Regions from separate parts of the Mus musculus genome. Here region 1 is linked to region 2. The links are chromatin contacts, called in public HiChIP or PLAC-seq maps. All regions are on one chromosome and are shown on one strand. Each heading gives the region's core, a stretch centred on a gene start, on an enhancer-like site or on the middle of the called end of the contact. The rest is flanking DNA. Distances are from core to core; before and after follow the strand shown. Region 1 overlaps Slc17a5 (solute carrier family 17 (anion/sugar transporter), member 5). Region 2 holds the start of Cgas (cyclic GMP-AMP synthase).

Region 1 (6,861 bases), core at 1,717-4,216, 110 kb after region 2:
ACTATGAAGCTCTTTGTTAATAAAACAGGCATCTCTATGTTCCGTTTCCAATGGAACAGCTTCTAGTGCCTCAACTCTTTCAGCTTCGAAGTGTTTCCCCTGACCCCTTCTGTCCCCGCCTCCCCCGAGACACGATTTCTCTGTGGAGCCCTGGCCGTCCTGGAACTCACTCTGTAAATCAGGCTGGCCTCAAACTCAAGAGATCCACCTGCCTCTGCCTCCCAGTCCTGAGATTAAAGGTGTATATCACCACTGTCTGGCAAAGTGTTTATTATTACAGTTATGTTTATAACTTTCAAATTATCACTAAATTTAACCAAATTTCCTTGCAATTAGCTTTCACTATTAAACTCCTTTAGTTCACCCCTTATCGATATGTATATTCAACACAGCTCCTAGTTTGTAAAGTTCAACGACCTCTTCCTTTACATTTTACAGCTATTTTAAGGTTGCTGGTATATGGTAAATCCTCCCAACATTATGTATGCTTTTGTGACTAAAACCAACAGGCAGGTGTTGGAATTAGAGATGTGATCTCCCACACTTAGTTGGTGTTCTGTGATCTGTTTCTGCTGGGAATGGTCCTATGTAGAGCTCTAAGGCCGTCTAGTTGGAAGGAGCTTAGCCCCTTATTAAGAAGATTAAATTAGGGGGCTGGAGAGATGGCTCAACAGTTAAGAGCACTGACTGTTCTTCCGAAGGTTCTGAGTTCAAATCCCAGCAACCACACGATGGCTCACAACCATTCATAATGAGATCTGATGCCCTCTTCTGGGGTGTCTGAAGACAGCTACAGTGTACTTACATATAATAAATAAATAAATCTTTAAAGAAAAAAAAAGATTAAATTATTCTCTTCTTCAGCTGTGGGGCTTGATCTCAGGACTTCATATGCACAGGGATTGCTCTAGTAGCTGAACTCCAGGATGAAACCCCAATCTTGATTCATATCTTTTTTTTTGTTTTTCGAGACAGGGTTTCTCTGTGTAGTCCTGGCTGTCCTGGAGCTCACTCTGTAGACCAGGCTGGCCTTGAACTCAGAAATTCGCCTGCCTCTGCCTCCCGAGTGCTGGGATTAAAGGCGTGTGCCACCACTGCACGGCTTGTTTCATATTCTTGTATTTTTTTTTCATATGAGCAGGTTAATTTCAAAGGTCTGTTCAGGTTCTTTCTTTAATCAATATGTAGCCTAGGCCGGCTTTGAACTTTCTGTGATCCTCCTGCCTCAGCCTCCATGATGTCAGGATTATAGAAGTATGCCACCAGACCTAGTAAGGCCTGCTCAGGATCTCTCTGAGAGGTGTGGACAAGGGCTTGTCTTGGTGTGTCACAGGAGTCAGAGGGCTCTAACATCTGGCTAGGTGCAGTCTGGGATATTTCAGAGGTTAGAAAAAAAAACCTACTTCGCAATTCCTCCTAAATTAAATAGAGATCCATTACTTCCTATAAGTTAAGTTCCCCAAATCTTCAGAGGAGAGGTGCTCAGTCTAGTCCCTCTCTTTATCCTAGCTGGAAAAACAGAGCTCCATGGCTCAGAGAATGTTTCTAGAGAGGAAGATATAAAAACCTGTCTGGGCTCAAAGTAAGAATTTTAGCTTCAGATTATGGATCATGGATCTAGCATTAGTTAGCTGTGTGGTGGAAGACACTTAATTCCCCTGAACTTGAGTTTCTATACAGTAAGTCAAGAGCCCCACCCCCCAACTCACTGGACCTCTGAGGACAAACAAGAGGATGTTTATGTAAGAGACTGGAAGCAGCCTCGTCCTGGACACCCGTGTTTACATACAGGTAACGTGATAAATGTCAGCTGGGCAAGACAATGGCTCCACTCTTTTATAATTGTTTGGTTTGTTTTTTGAGAAAAGGTCTCTTATTGGTGCAGCTGGCCTTGAGCTGCAGCCGAGGCTAAGCCTGGCATTTTGTTCCTCCTGCCTCTACTTCCTTGATTCATAAAGGAAAAAAAATATATACATACACATACACATATATGTATATAATAATAATTTTACCCTAAAGCGTCCATCTTGCTGGCTCCATTTTATTTATTTGTCTGTTTATTTGATACATGGTCTCTTCTGTCCTAGACTGGCCCTGAACTCCTGATTCTCCTGTTTTCATCTTCCAAATTCTGGGGTTGCAGGTGCGTGCTGCAGCGCTCAGCTTATGTAGTGTTGGTGACTGAATCCATAGCTTCCTGATTGCTAGGCAAGCATCCTAGCAGCTGAGCTGAGGTCTCAGCTTTGTCTCTGACAAAGAGGGCTCTGTTACTCATCTGTGCGGTAAGGCCACCGAGGTGCCAAGCTTGGTGACTGTCCTGAGGATGGGCTATCACAGCGCCTATTCCAGCTGGGACAGACCCACGGCAGCCACACTTCTGTGTGCAGGAGAACCCTATGGTGGCAGTTCAAGGTTTGAAAATTTACTGGCTGTGTAAACTGAAATCCAGCAAAAAACTTAAAGTGATTCCTCTAGTAGTCAAAGTCACGGAAAGCAGAACTAAGAATGGTGGCTGCCAGGATGTGGGAACGGGAAAGGTGGCATTAGTGCTGGTTCAAGGGACACAGAATTCCAACTGCAAAGATGTAAAAGCTGAGAGACTCCAGGTGGTAATGGCTGCAAACAGTAGCGTGTTTTACGTTATCTATGTTTTACATGACTGTAAGAAACGAAAATCACAGCCATTCCCAGCAAACCTCTGTATCTGTACTCACGAAGGAGCGATATCCAGATGGTTGATGCTAAATCCAGAAGAGGCGAAGCCTCCCAGCGTCGTGGATATGGTTAGGAACGCAACGGCCAAGGAATAGTCACAGCCTATAAATCCAGCCGCGACTAGGAAAACCGCAGGGCCAACCATTCCTGGAGTTACAAAGTTGTAGGAGAAAAAGAAGCGCCATTACGGTAGTTGCTCAATTTAAAACCGTATAACCCTGAATTGGACAGTGCTGCCACCTACTGTACAAACACGGAACTGCCTGGAAGACCAAAGCATCTTCATTGCTTTCATCACTAGAAAGAAAGCCTGGCAGGAAATACAGGATACAACTCCTGTAATAAGAAAAGGAACCCCCCCCCCCTTCCCTCCGCCATGCTATTCAATCTGCATGTGATGAGAACTCAGCCTACATCTACAGAGCTGATCATCAAAGACAGAAAGACTGGAAAGCAGGGCGGAAGGGAGAAGCAACAGCTGATGCAGACTGCGACTAAAATTCATATCATCAAAGTATACAAATTATACAATAAACTCCACTGGAGGCCGGAGAGAGGTCTCAGTGGCTAAGAGTGCTTCCTGCTCTTCCAGAGGACCTAAGTTTGGTTCCTAGCACTCATGTTGGGTGGCTCACAACCATCTGTGACTCCCAGCTCCAGGGTGACCCAGTGGCTTCTGCAATGGCACACACACACACACACACACACACACACACACACACACACGCACGCACACGCACGCACACGCACACACACGCACACACACACACACGCATGTACAGACGCACGCACGCACATACACACACACGCACATACACACAGACACACACACACGCACGCACGCACACGCACACACACACACGCATGTACAGACGCACGCACGCACATACACACACACGCACATACACACACACGCACATACACACACACACACACACACACACACACGCACGCACGCACGCACGCACACACACGAGCACATGTTCACACGCACACATGCACACATGTTCACACGCACACACATGCACACATACGCAGACAGACACACAAATATTACACAAATAATAAACTTTGTTGGATGTAGTTAGAAATCAGATCCATCTTGGTTCTAGGAGTTGGTAACAAAAATGCATATTATTACACACAGCAGGTCCACGGAAGAAAACATATCAGATTGAACTGAAAGAGAAATGATTTCCTTTACAGATGACCAAAGTCAGGGCAGGAACTGGACAGGATGGGATGGGAACTCCTGTAGTGGGTGCTCGGCAGGTGTTTGAAGCCTTTACCTGGAATGGGTCTTTTCATCATATAGTTTAAAAAAAAGGTTTATTTTACGTGTATGGGTGTTTTACTTGCATGTAAGCCTGTGCACACACCCATGTCTAGTGCCTGTGCAGCTAGAAGGGGACATCAGATCCCAAGCAGCTGTAGTTACAGACAGCTGTGAGCTGCTGTGTGGGTGCTGGGCACGGAACCTGTGTTCTCTGTAAGAGCAGCCAGTTCTCTGGGCCCCAAATCTACATTTATCTGAATTTCTGATGCTCTTGGCTCTACTTCTCAAGGGCTGGGATCACCAGGCCTGCCTCTCAATTTCTTTTTCTTTTTGTAGATGGAGTCTCATCATGTTACCCTGGCTTCAAATTCCAGGCCTCAAATGATTCTCTGGCCTCAGCTTCCCCAGCATCGGGACTACATACAGTATGTACTACGCTGACTGGCTATCAAAAAGGCAAAGGTACCAGTCGCTGCGGAGGAGATAAAGGTGGGCCTGAAGGTTGAGTGGACCACAATGACCAATGATTTACTCAGTCCTGCTGACATAATGAGCATCTCAAAAGGAAAAGGTTTGGCTTGGGTATTGTCTTAGTCAGGGTCTCTATTCCTGCACAAACATCATGACCAAGAAGCAAGTTGGGGAGGAAAGGGTTTATTCGGCTTACACTTCCATGCTGCTGTTCATCACCAAAGGAAGTCAAGACTGGAACTCAAGCAGATCAGGGAGCAGGAGCTGATGCAGAGGTCATGGAGGGATGTTCTTTACTGGCTTGCCTCTCCTGGCTTGCTCAGCCTGCCCTCTTATAGATCCCAAGACTACCAGCCCAGAGATGGCACCACCCACAAGGGGCCTTTCCCCCTTGATCACTAATTGAGAAGATGCCTTACAGCTGGATCTCATGGAGGCATTTCCTCAACTGAAGCTCCTTTCTCTGTGGTAACTCCAGCTGTGTCAAGTTGACACAAAACTAGCCAGTACAATTGACCCCTTGTCAACTTGACACACAAACACATCACTAGTAAGCCTCAACCCTTACATTCTTATTCATCCCCAAGGTCTAAACAACTTTAAACATCCCACAGTCTTTACATATTCTTAAAATTTCAATCTCTTTAAAATATCCATCTCTTTTAAAATCCAAAGTCTTTTTACAATTAAAAGTCTCTTAACTGTGGGCTCCACTAAAATAGTTTCTACCTTCAAGAGGGAAAATATCAGGGCACAGACACAATCAAAAGCAAAAATCAATCTCCAACCGTCCAATGTCTGGGATCCAACTCACAATCTTCTGGACTCCTCCAAGGGCTTGGGTCACTTCTCCAGCCATGCCCTTTTTAGCACACGTGTCGTCCTCTAGGCTCCAGATGCCTGTACTCCACTGCTGCTGCTGCTCTTGGTGGTCATCTCATGGTACTGGCATCTCCAAAACACTGCATGACCCCTTCAGTCCTGGGCCTTCAATTGCAACTGCGGCTGCACCTTCACCAATGGCCTTCCATGGCCTCTCACAGTGTCGAGCCTCAGCTGCTCTTTGTGACCCCTTCATGCCTTCAAAACCAGTACCACCTGGGTGACCCTTACATATTACCAAGTCCCGCTGCAGCAGGAGTACAAACTTGGCTATCTCTGGAACACAGCCTCTTTGTGCTTTCAGAAAACACTTCCCAGAAGACGTCACCTCAACGATGCTGGTCTCTTCTTAATCACCGCTAATTTCTTAGCTCCAGCTAACCAGCATCAATAGTCCCAGTAATGCAAAGTTTTTGCTTTAGTAGTTCTGGTATCTTGTTAATCACAGCTGATTCTTCAGCCCCAGCTAACCAGAACTACAGAATCTTCATAATCAAAACAGAAATGGCCCTGAAAAGAGTCTTTAATCTTCCCTCTGAAATTTCACAAACCAGACCTCCATCTTCTGCACTGTTCTCAACATTATCTTCCGAGCTCCTATACAACATCTGACAGAGCTCTTAACAGCGAATGGATCTTCAAGCCCAAAGTTCCAAAGTCCTTCCACAGTCCTCCCCAAAACATGGTCAGGTTGTCACAGGAATACCCCACTCTGCTGGTACCAATTTGTCTTAGTCAGGGTCTCTATTCCTGCACAAACATCATGACCAAGAAGCAAGTTGGGGAGGAAAGGGTTTATTCGGCTTACACTTCCATGCTGCTGTTCATCACCAAAGGAAGTCAAGACTGGAACTCAAGCAGATCAGGGAGCAGGAGCTGATGCAGAGGTCATGGAGGGATGTTCTTTACTGGCTTGCCTCTCCTGGCTTGCTCAGCCTGCCCTCTTATAGATCCCAAGACTACCAGCCCAGAGATGGCACCACCCACAAGGGGCCTTTCCCCCTTGATCACTAATTGAGAAGATGCCTTACAGCTGGATCTCATGGAGGCATTTCCTCAACTGAAGCTCCTTTCTCTGTGGTAACTCCAGCTGTGTCAAGTTGACACAAAACTAGCCAGTACAGGTATAGTGGTCCGGGTCTGTAATCCCAGCTCTCGATAGTTGGAGCAGGAAAGGGGTGATTTTTGAGGCCAAACCTAGGTAGCATAGCATGGAGAATCTGTCTTGGAGACAAGCAACTGAGCTACCGAGTAGCCATGCTTGTAACTCAGTTACTCAGGGCAGTGAGGCAGGAGGATGACTTTTGGGTTCCAGGCTGCCTGAGCTATACAGCAAGTTCCCCAGCAGCCTGGCCACATGGTCAGATTTTGTGACAACAAACCAAGCAACCAATAACCAACTAACAACACACCCAGAGGGTGTGAGTGAGGTCTAGGTGAGCTTCCGGGCAGCACAGCTCCTCGTGGTGTCAACCTCTGGAGGGAGGTGGCTCCATTGCCCTTCCTATAGACCTTGC
Region 2 (6,898 bases), core at 632-3,131:
CCTGCTCTTCTCAGACTTGGTCAGCATTCCAGTTTTGAACCCCTTCCCTGATCATGGCACCCCAATGTCAGCAAAGTAGCCATAGACAATTGCGAGGCCCCTTATTCATTTATTATCAACAAAAGGCTGAGGTGTCTGGATTCAGATCCAGGTGCGCATTTAACCAAAGCCGACCTGGCCTCCAGGTTCTCCCAGGTCCCTCAGTCCCTACCTGTTACAGAGCATGGCTAGCATACTTCAGCCTCTGCCCTGAACCTTTCAGCCAAGGGGCTGGGCTTCCCCTCCGCCAGAAGCAGCTCTTCTCTATATAATGTGGGCATTTTGTGCGCTCTCTCTCGCTCTCGCTCTCTCTCTCTCCCTTCCTTCCCTCCCTTCCTTCTCCCTCTCCCTTTCTCCCCTCTTCTCTCTTCTCTCTCTTCCTCCTTCTCTACCCAACTCTGCCTCTCTGTATGTTCTCTCTCCCTGCGTGGGCACACTCTTTCTCTCTCTCTCTCTTCCCTCTTCCCTCTGTCTCCCTCCCCACAGTGACTACCCTGGCCTTTTTCTTAGGACCAGTGAACCTGCCCAAGAGCAGCTTTCTAATAAACCTGCCTTAATATATTTTAATTTGGCTTGAATTGGCTCATTTCACTAGCAGAGAATAGCTATCACCATCATCTTCAGGAACTCAGCCGGGCCTACTCTCCGAAGAGCATTAGAGGTAGGCTTGTAGATGACGTTCGCTCATAGGGGGTGCGACAATGTCAACGGACCCTCACTTGAGTACCCAGCCACCTCTCCCAATTAGTTGTATACAATTCTGCCCTAATTGCAGGCGGTCCCAAAGTCTCAGGGATGGACTAGATTCAATCTAGAGGCTATAGTTGGGGAAGGATTAATAAAGATGACTCCCCTGCGACTACTTTAAGGTCACCTGTCCCATCCCTCCAAAGCAAACTAACTAGCTATCAATATTGCTTGCTGTGAGCTAACTGGATGAATTAAAAAAAAAAAAAAAAGACTGGGGTGTTCCAAGGGAGGGGGGCCCTAAGAGTGTGGGACCCCCAAACAGCTGAGGAGGCAAGTGAGGAGTGGGGCCGGAGCCCCTCCAGCAGGTCTTGACGCTCACCTTCACATGTTCATAGTAGCTGCCAGTGTTCAGCTGCTCCACACCTTTGAACTCCGACTCCCGTTTCTGCATTCTGCGCAGCAGGCGTTCCACAACTTTATTCACCGTCTCGGCCGCCTCCGAGATATCTTTGCGTTTCAATCTCAATTTGTCCAGCACCTTCTTTAGCTTGTCCGGTTCCTTCCTGGACCCTCGCGGCGCTCTGGGCTGCCCGGTGGAGCGCGCGCCCCTTCTGTGGCTAGGTCCCCTTACGACTTTCCGCGCCTCGGGATCCGCGGGCGGCTGGGGCTCCCGTACGGCGGGCAGCTCCGGATCCAGGATGGCCTGCTGCTGGGGCACCCGGACGGCAGGCCGCGCGGTGGCTCCTGCCGCGTCCATGGCCGAGGGCTGTGCATCTTTGGTGAGCTCAGTGGCCCTTGCTGGATGCACTCGGGGCCCTGGGGCACGTGGCTTCTCCGTGGTGTCCCCGTCACGCTCCGCCCGCCGCGATCGAGCCCCCCTTTGCGGGCCGCAGCTTTCCGCGTGGGCCCTGGTCCTGCTGGGCTGCGTCGGGGCGCGCTTCGCGGACGGCTTCTTAGCGCGTGGCGCCGTCGTCCTTCTACGCGGATCTTCCATATCTGCCGCTCTTCGGTCCGGGAAAGAATAAATCGACTTCGAAGAAAGGCCGCGAAAAGGGGAACTCTCAGTGGCCGCTGGAAATGAAACTTAAATATATGGCGGGAACGTAGCCGGTCAGTATCCGCCGCGAGCAGGCGCAGGAGCACGCGTGAAGTCAGCGCCAGGAAGAGGCGGTCCAAGAGATGCGAACTTTTTCACCAGTGGGGACCAGCAGAGCCACTAGCTGGGGAACCACCCACTGAGCCACTGGCCGGGAAACCTCTCCTTTACCGCACAGACGCGGAAACCACTGACAGCTCAGATGGCTAGATTTGCCGCCTACCACCAAGATGTGTTTCAGGACACTACTGTCTCTCGTACATTTGTAGTTGATAAACAACTTTTTTATGTAAACTTTTTTGTTGTTTTTTGTTTTTTTTGTTTTTCGAGACAGGGTTTCTCTGTGTAGCCCTGGCTGTCCTGGGACTCACTGTAAACCAGGCTGGCGTCGAACTCAGAAATCCGCCTGCCTCTGCCTCCCAAGTGCTGGGATTAAAGGCGTGCGTCACCTCGCCCGGTTTATGTAAACTTTAAATCAAAATTTACTGTTCTTGTTAATGAGAAATAGAAACTCACTGAACCTTTTCAAGTTAGATTTAACTGCTTGGAATTAGTATTTCAACTTATCTTTCTAAAAAGCACACCGACTCTTAAAGAACATATTCAAAGTGCCTGTGTGAGTTTCATGAGCAGCACGGTGTAAGCCATCCTGATTTGGCTGCTGAGATTCCGTAGTCCTTTAATGCAGACTTTCAGAAAGCGATTTCTAAAGTCGGTCTCGTCAACAGTGGCTGCTTCTTTTAAAGTTGTTCTTGGCGGAACTCATTTTGCCTTCCACTGTGCTAACAAAAACAAAAACCTGTCTTCTGAAGATTTACATGGCTCAGAACAACACTTAGTTTTCAACTAACATCAGAATGTTATAATAATAACATTACTATATTCCACACCTTATTATGCAATCCTGTGTGTCCCTTAAAATAAAGCTCAAAAATTGCTGCTCTGTGTAACTTTTTGTAAAGTGTGTGTGTGTGTGTGTGAGTGTGTGTGTGTGTGTGTGTGTGTGTGTGTGTGCGCGCGCGCACGCGCGCGCGTGTGTATGTACCATATATTATGAGATACATGTAGCCTGAATAAAAAGACACCGATCAGTGTGCTGCCATCCTATTGACCCTGCAACTCTCTTCCCTCCTTCCTGTCAATGCCTGTACATGAGTTTTCAAAATGGGAACTTGTCTAACAAGCATTCGCTTTTGAATGGCAAGTAGACACACCTGGGAATGGAAACGCTGCCTACTTTGCAGAAATACACTTGAGCAGGAGACCTCTCTGTGAGGTCTTGCCAGTAGAGTGGCATTCTCCATTATTAGTCTCAGCACTAGGGAAGCAGAGGCAGTAAGCTGGAGATCTACAGAGCTAGTTCTAAAACAGTCAGGGCTATACATCGAAACCCTATCTGGAGGAAAAGAAGAAGAGAAGGGAGGGAGAGGAGGAGGAGGAGGAGGGTGAGGAGGAGGAGGAATTAAAAAGAAGAAAACAGTGCAATAGAGTATGGAATAGGCATGAGCATCGGAGAGAATGAAGTTTGAACAATGATTTTTGAAAGGAGCAAAATTCACTGCGACAACCATACTGTAATTGTAATTCTTTTAGTTGTGAATCTTTCTAGTTAATCAACTCTTAGCATCACCTGTGGGAGCATAGGTCCGTAGCTCCAGCTGCTCTGGAGGCTTAAGCAGAGCATCTTTGAGCCCAGAAGTACAAGCCTGGATAAGAGAGTGAGATCTTGTCTCAAACAATAAATCCGAGGTCCATCCTGGGGACGCTGATACAAGAGTAACAAACTACCTTCCACATGAGGGTTTTATAGACTTCCCAAACAGAAACTCGGTTTCTATTGTCTTTATTATCTGTCCTTGGGCTACAACTGAACTTTCTGGTTCTGAGTCTATGAGTAATGTCTTCGTTGAAAAGGGAAGATTCTGCACTGAATACATAGCATGTGAACAGATTAATGCCTGGTCTTCAAATGTAGGTGAGAGGGATTCTCCCAGGTAAGTGTCAACTGGGTTTATGATTCTTTGGGGAGGGGGCAGGATTGATGCAGGGTTTCTTTGTGTGGCCCTGATTATCCTGGAACTCACTCTGTAGATCAGGCCTTGAACTCAAGAGATCCCCTGCCTCTGCCTCTGCCTCTGCCTCTGCCTCTGCCTCTGCCTCTGCCTCTGCCTCTGCCTCTGCCTCTGCCTCTGCCTCTGCCTCTGCCTCTGCCTCTGCCTCTGCCTCTGCCTCTGCCTCTGCCTCTGCCTCTGCCTCTGCCTCTGCCTCTGCCTCTGCCTCTGCCTCTGCCTCTGCCTCTGCCTCTGCCTCTGCCTCTGCCTCTGCCTCTGCCTCTGCCTCTGCCTCTGCCTCTGCCTCTGCCTCTGCCTCTGCCTCTGCCTCTGCCTCTGCCTCGAGTACTGGGATTACAGGCATGAGACACCACTGCCTGACTGAGTCTATGATTCTTTAATCAATGGTTTAAGCTATTGACTCAAAATATTAAGAAGTAGTATATTTTAGCTAGCACGGGCCATAACTCTAATATAAACACTTTGAAAACCTGTTAGAGAAAGGAAAAAAAAAAAAGCAAACTACTTTGGTGCCTACACTTTGGAGGGAGATCTTCATGAGTTTAAGACCAGCCTGATCTATATATCAATTCCAGACTGAGAGAGGCAAGAACAGAGCCAGGAGGAGTTGAGAGAGAACTGCTAGTAAATATTTGATGATACTTGAAAAATGCCCAATGTTTGTGAAACATCACATCCCATTTAAACCAATTTCATTATCCACGGTTAAAGCATAACTATCCGCTTCTGTGCTAGACAGAGTCTGCACACCTGTAATCTCCACACTTAGGTACCTGAGGCAGGAGGATGGGGAATCCAAGTCTAGTTTGGCATACATAGAAAGGACACGTCTCAAAGGAAAAAGAAATCCAAGTGAAACATGGTGGCATAAATCTGAAATGCTGGCACTCAGCAGACTGAGGCAGAAGGATTGCTGTGAGTTCCAGTTCGCTCTGGGTTGCAAAGTAAGATATCTCAAAAACACACTAGAAGCTGGGAAGATGGCTCACTGGATAGCTATGCACTCCTGACACCTGTTTTTTTTTTTTATTCTTAGAACCCACATAAAAGATATACATGGTATATCTTGGTACATACCTCTACAATCTTAGCCCTCTTACTGCAAGGTGGGAGGCAGAGATTGGAGAATTGGCCTTAAGTTCTTTAGCCAGCTGTCCTGGAGTACACAGAACATCAAGAGAAATAATAAGAGAGGCCCTGCTTCAAAACAAGGTAGAAGGAGATCACTGGCTCCTCAGAACTTGACATTTGTGTCCCAAATGTTCACCAAGACATACACACTTATGCTCACCTCTCTTTCTCCTCTCTCTCTCTCTCTCTCTCTCTCTCTCTCATCTAAAAACACCTACCATCAACAAACAAGCCAATATTGGATACAATGTAGAAGACTTTTTTTTTTCATTTTTTCTCTTTTGCTTATTTTCACTTTCTCTCAGAGACAAGATCTCTCTACATAACCCTGACTATCCAGGAACTCACCGTGTAGTTCATGCTGACCTCAGACTCAGAGCTCTGCCTGAGTTGTGCACCATCGTGCCCAGCTAAGCAAATATATTGTTAAGGGGACTGGACAGATGATTGGCAGGTAAAAATATCTGCTGTCAAATCTGATGATGTGGGTTCAATTCCCAGAACCCACAGGATGAGGAGAACTGACTCTCTCAAGTAGATCTCCATATGTGCACTGTAGTATGAGTAAGCCCATACACATACTCACATGCAAATGAATACATGCAATTAAAAATTTAAATATATATAGTTAAATGGAGGGGAATAAAGTGAAAGATAGTATAATCACAGAATTTATATACAAAATACTAGCGTTCCTGTGCCGTGTGAGTTTTCCCCCTCCTGTGAAAATGTGAATAAATGTATATTTACCTGAGGGCACCAAGAACAAGCCAAAGAAAATTATTCCACTCAAATATAATTTAGTGAAACTATAAGTTTTTTGGAGGTATTTACAGGAGTGTGGATGACTCAAAGACTGCATTACAAAAGTCCAGGGCAGTATGGATGACAACTCACAAAAGTTGTATCCCTGAGCCCCCGAAGGACTTGCACATCTGATGGTCCTGGAGTCTACCCCCTAGCAATGGTCCCTGCTTGTATAGCCTGAAGTAGGGGTGGGCCTGGCAATTTATAAATCTTCCTGGGACTGAACCTGTAAACTTTGTTCACTTCTGGACTTTTATGAGACTCCCTCCTCTAGGAAGGAATATTTCAACTCAGAGGAAAACTTGTATATGCATATAAAAATAGCTACTAGCAACAAAAGACTGGCATTCCTTTAAAGTAGGGACAGAGCACTTTGTAGGAGTTACACATTTTTTAATTCTCCATGTCTTGTGTGTATATTATGTTTAAATAGGAACCAGAGAAATGGCTCAGTGAACAAGATCTCTTGCTCTTTGCAGAGAACCTGCCGTGTTTGATTCTCAGCACCCACATAGTGGCTCATAACCTTTTATTGCTCCAGAAAATCTGATGCACTCTTCTGACTTTTGTGGGAATAGGCTAGATCGAGGCGCGCGCGCACACCCACACACCCATACACCACATGCACAGGCAAAACAATCATACACATAAAATAAATGTCAAAAAAATGTTTAAGCTGTATATAAATAATGGAGTTTTGATTTGGAGACGTGATATTCATTTGTAGACCCAGATGGCCTTCAAGATGAGGATTAGAACTCGGATTGCCTTAGTCGACTAACCTCTCAGAAGATTTTGAGGCGAAATGATCAAATTTATTGTTCATAGGTGGCAACCTGGCGATAAAGACAAGTCCACGGGAAAAGCCTAACCTCAACCTCCAAGATAGAATCTCCCGCCAGCGCTGAAAGTACCTGCGGGGGGAGGAAGGGGGGGGGAGAACGCACAGGGCCTGCGCGCACCTCCCCGCGGCGAAGCTCCAACCCGCCAATCAAAAGCGTCGCTGGACGCAGGCGCGCTACGCGCTGACTCGGCCAAGATGGCGACGCCCAGCTGGCTTCTA

What was found. HiChIP or PLAC-seq counts read pairs in DNA pulled down with a chosen protein or histone mark.
Region 1: a contact with region 2 is called in an H3K4me3 HiChIP or PLAC-seq map of bone marrow-derived macrophages, with 2.1 times the contacts expected there. The contact joins the enhancer-like site here to the promoter of Cgas in region 2. A contact is called at or near these places in 2 of 39 promoter capture datasets (cancer-associated fibroblasts and neural stem cells), 1 of 15 datasets of contacts at CTCF or cohesin (CD8 T cells), 2 of 484 Hi-C or Micro-C datasets (the G1E-ER4 cell line and double positive thymocytes), 12 of 115 datasets of contacts at active chromatin or transcription factors (the SCID.adh cell line, acute myeloid leukemia, bone marrow-derived macrophages and 8 more) and 3 of 9 other capture datasets (adipose tissue, liver and pancreatic islet).

Annotation. Positions count from the first base shown.
Region 1 is chr9:78,550,220-78,557,080 of GRCm38.p6, forward strand. Slc17a5 (solute carrier family 17 (anion/sugar transporter), member 5) reads right to left here. Exons shown (of 11, transcript NM_172773.3): 9 at 2,715-2,862. Among named protein-coding and RNA genes, the nearest start is that of Slc17a5, 34 kb to the right of the region's middle. Within about 2 kb of position 2,967, at least 6 of the 459 cell types and tissues checked have an H3K27ac peak or open chromatin away from gene starts, as enhancers often do. A contact at or near this core is called in bone marrow-derived macrophages and neural stem cells, where this site is marked.
Region 2 is chr9:78,441,356-78,448,253 of GRCm38.p6, forward strand. It overlaps Cgas (cyclic GMP-AMP synthase), which reads right to left and starts at 1,882. Exons shown (of 5, transcript NM_173386.5): 1 at 1,109-1,882. The coding sequence starts at 1,723. It overlaps Mto1 (mitochondrial tRNA translation optimization 1), which reads left to right and starts at 6,855. Exons shown (of 12, transcript NM_026658.2): 1 at 6,855-6,898.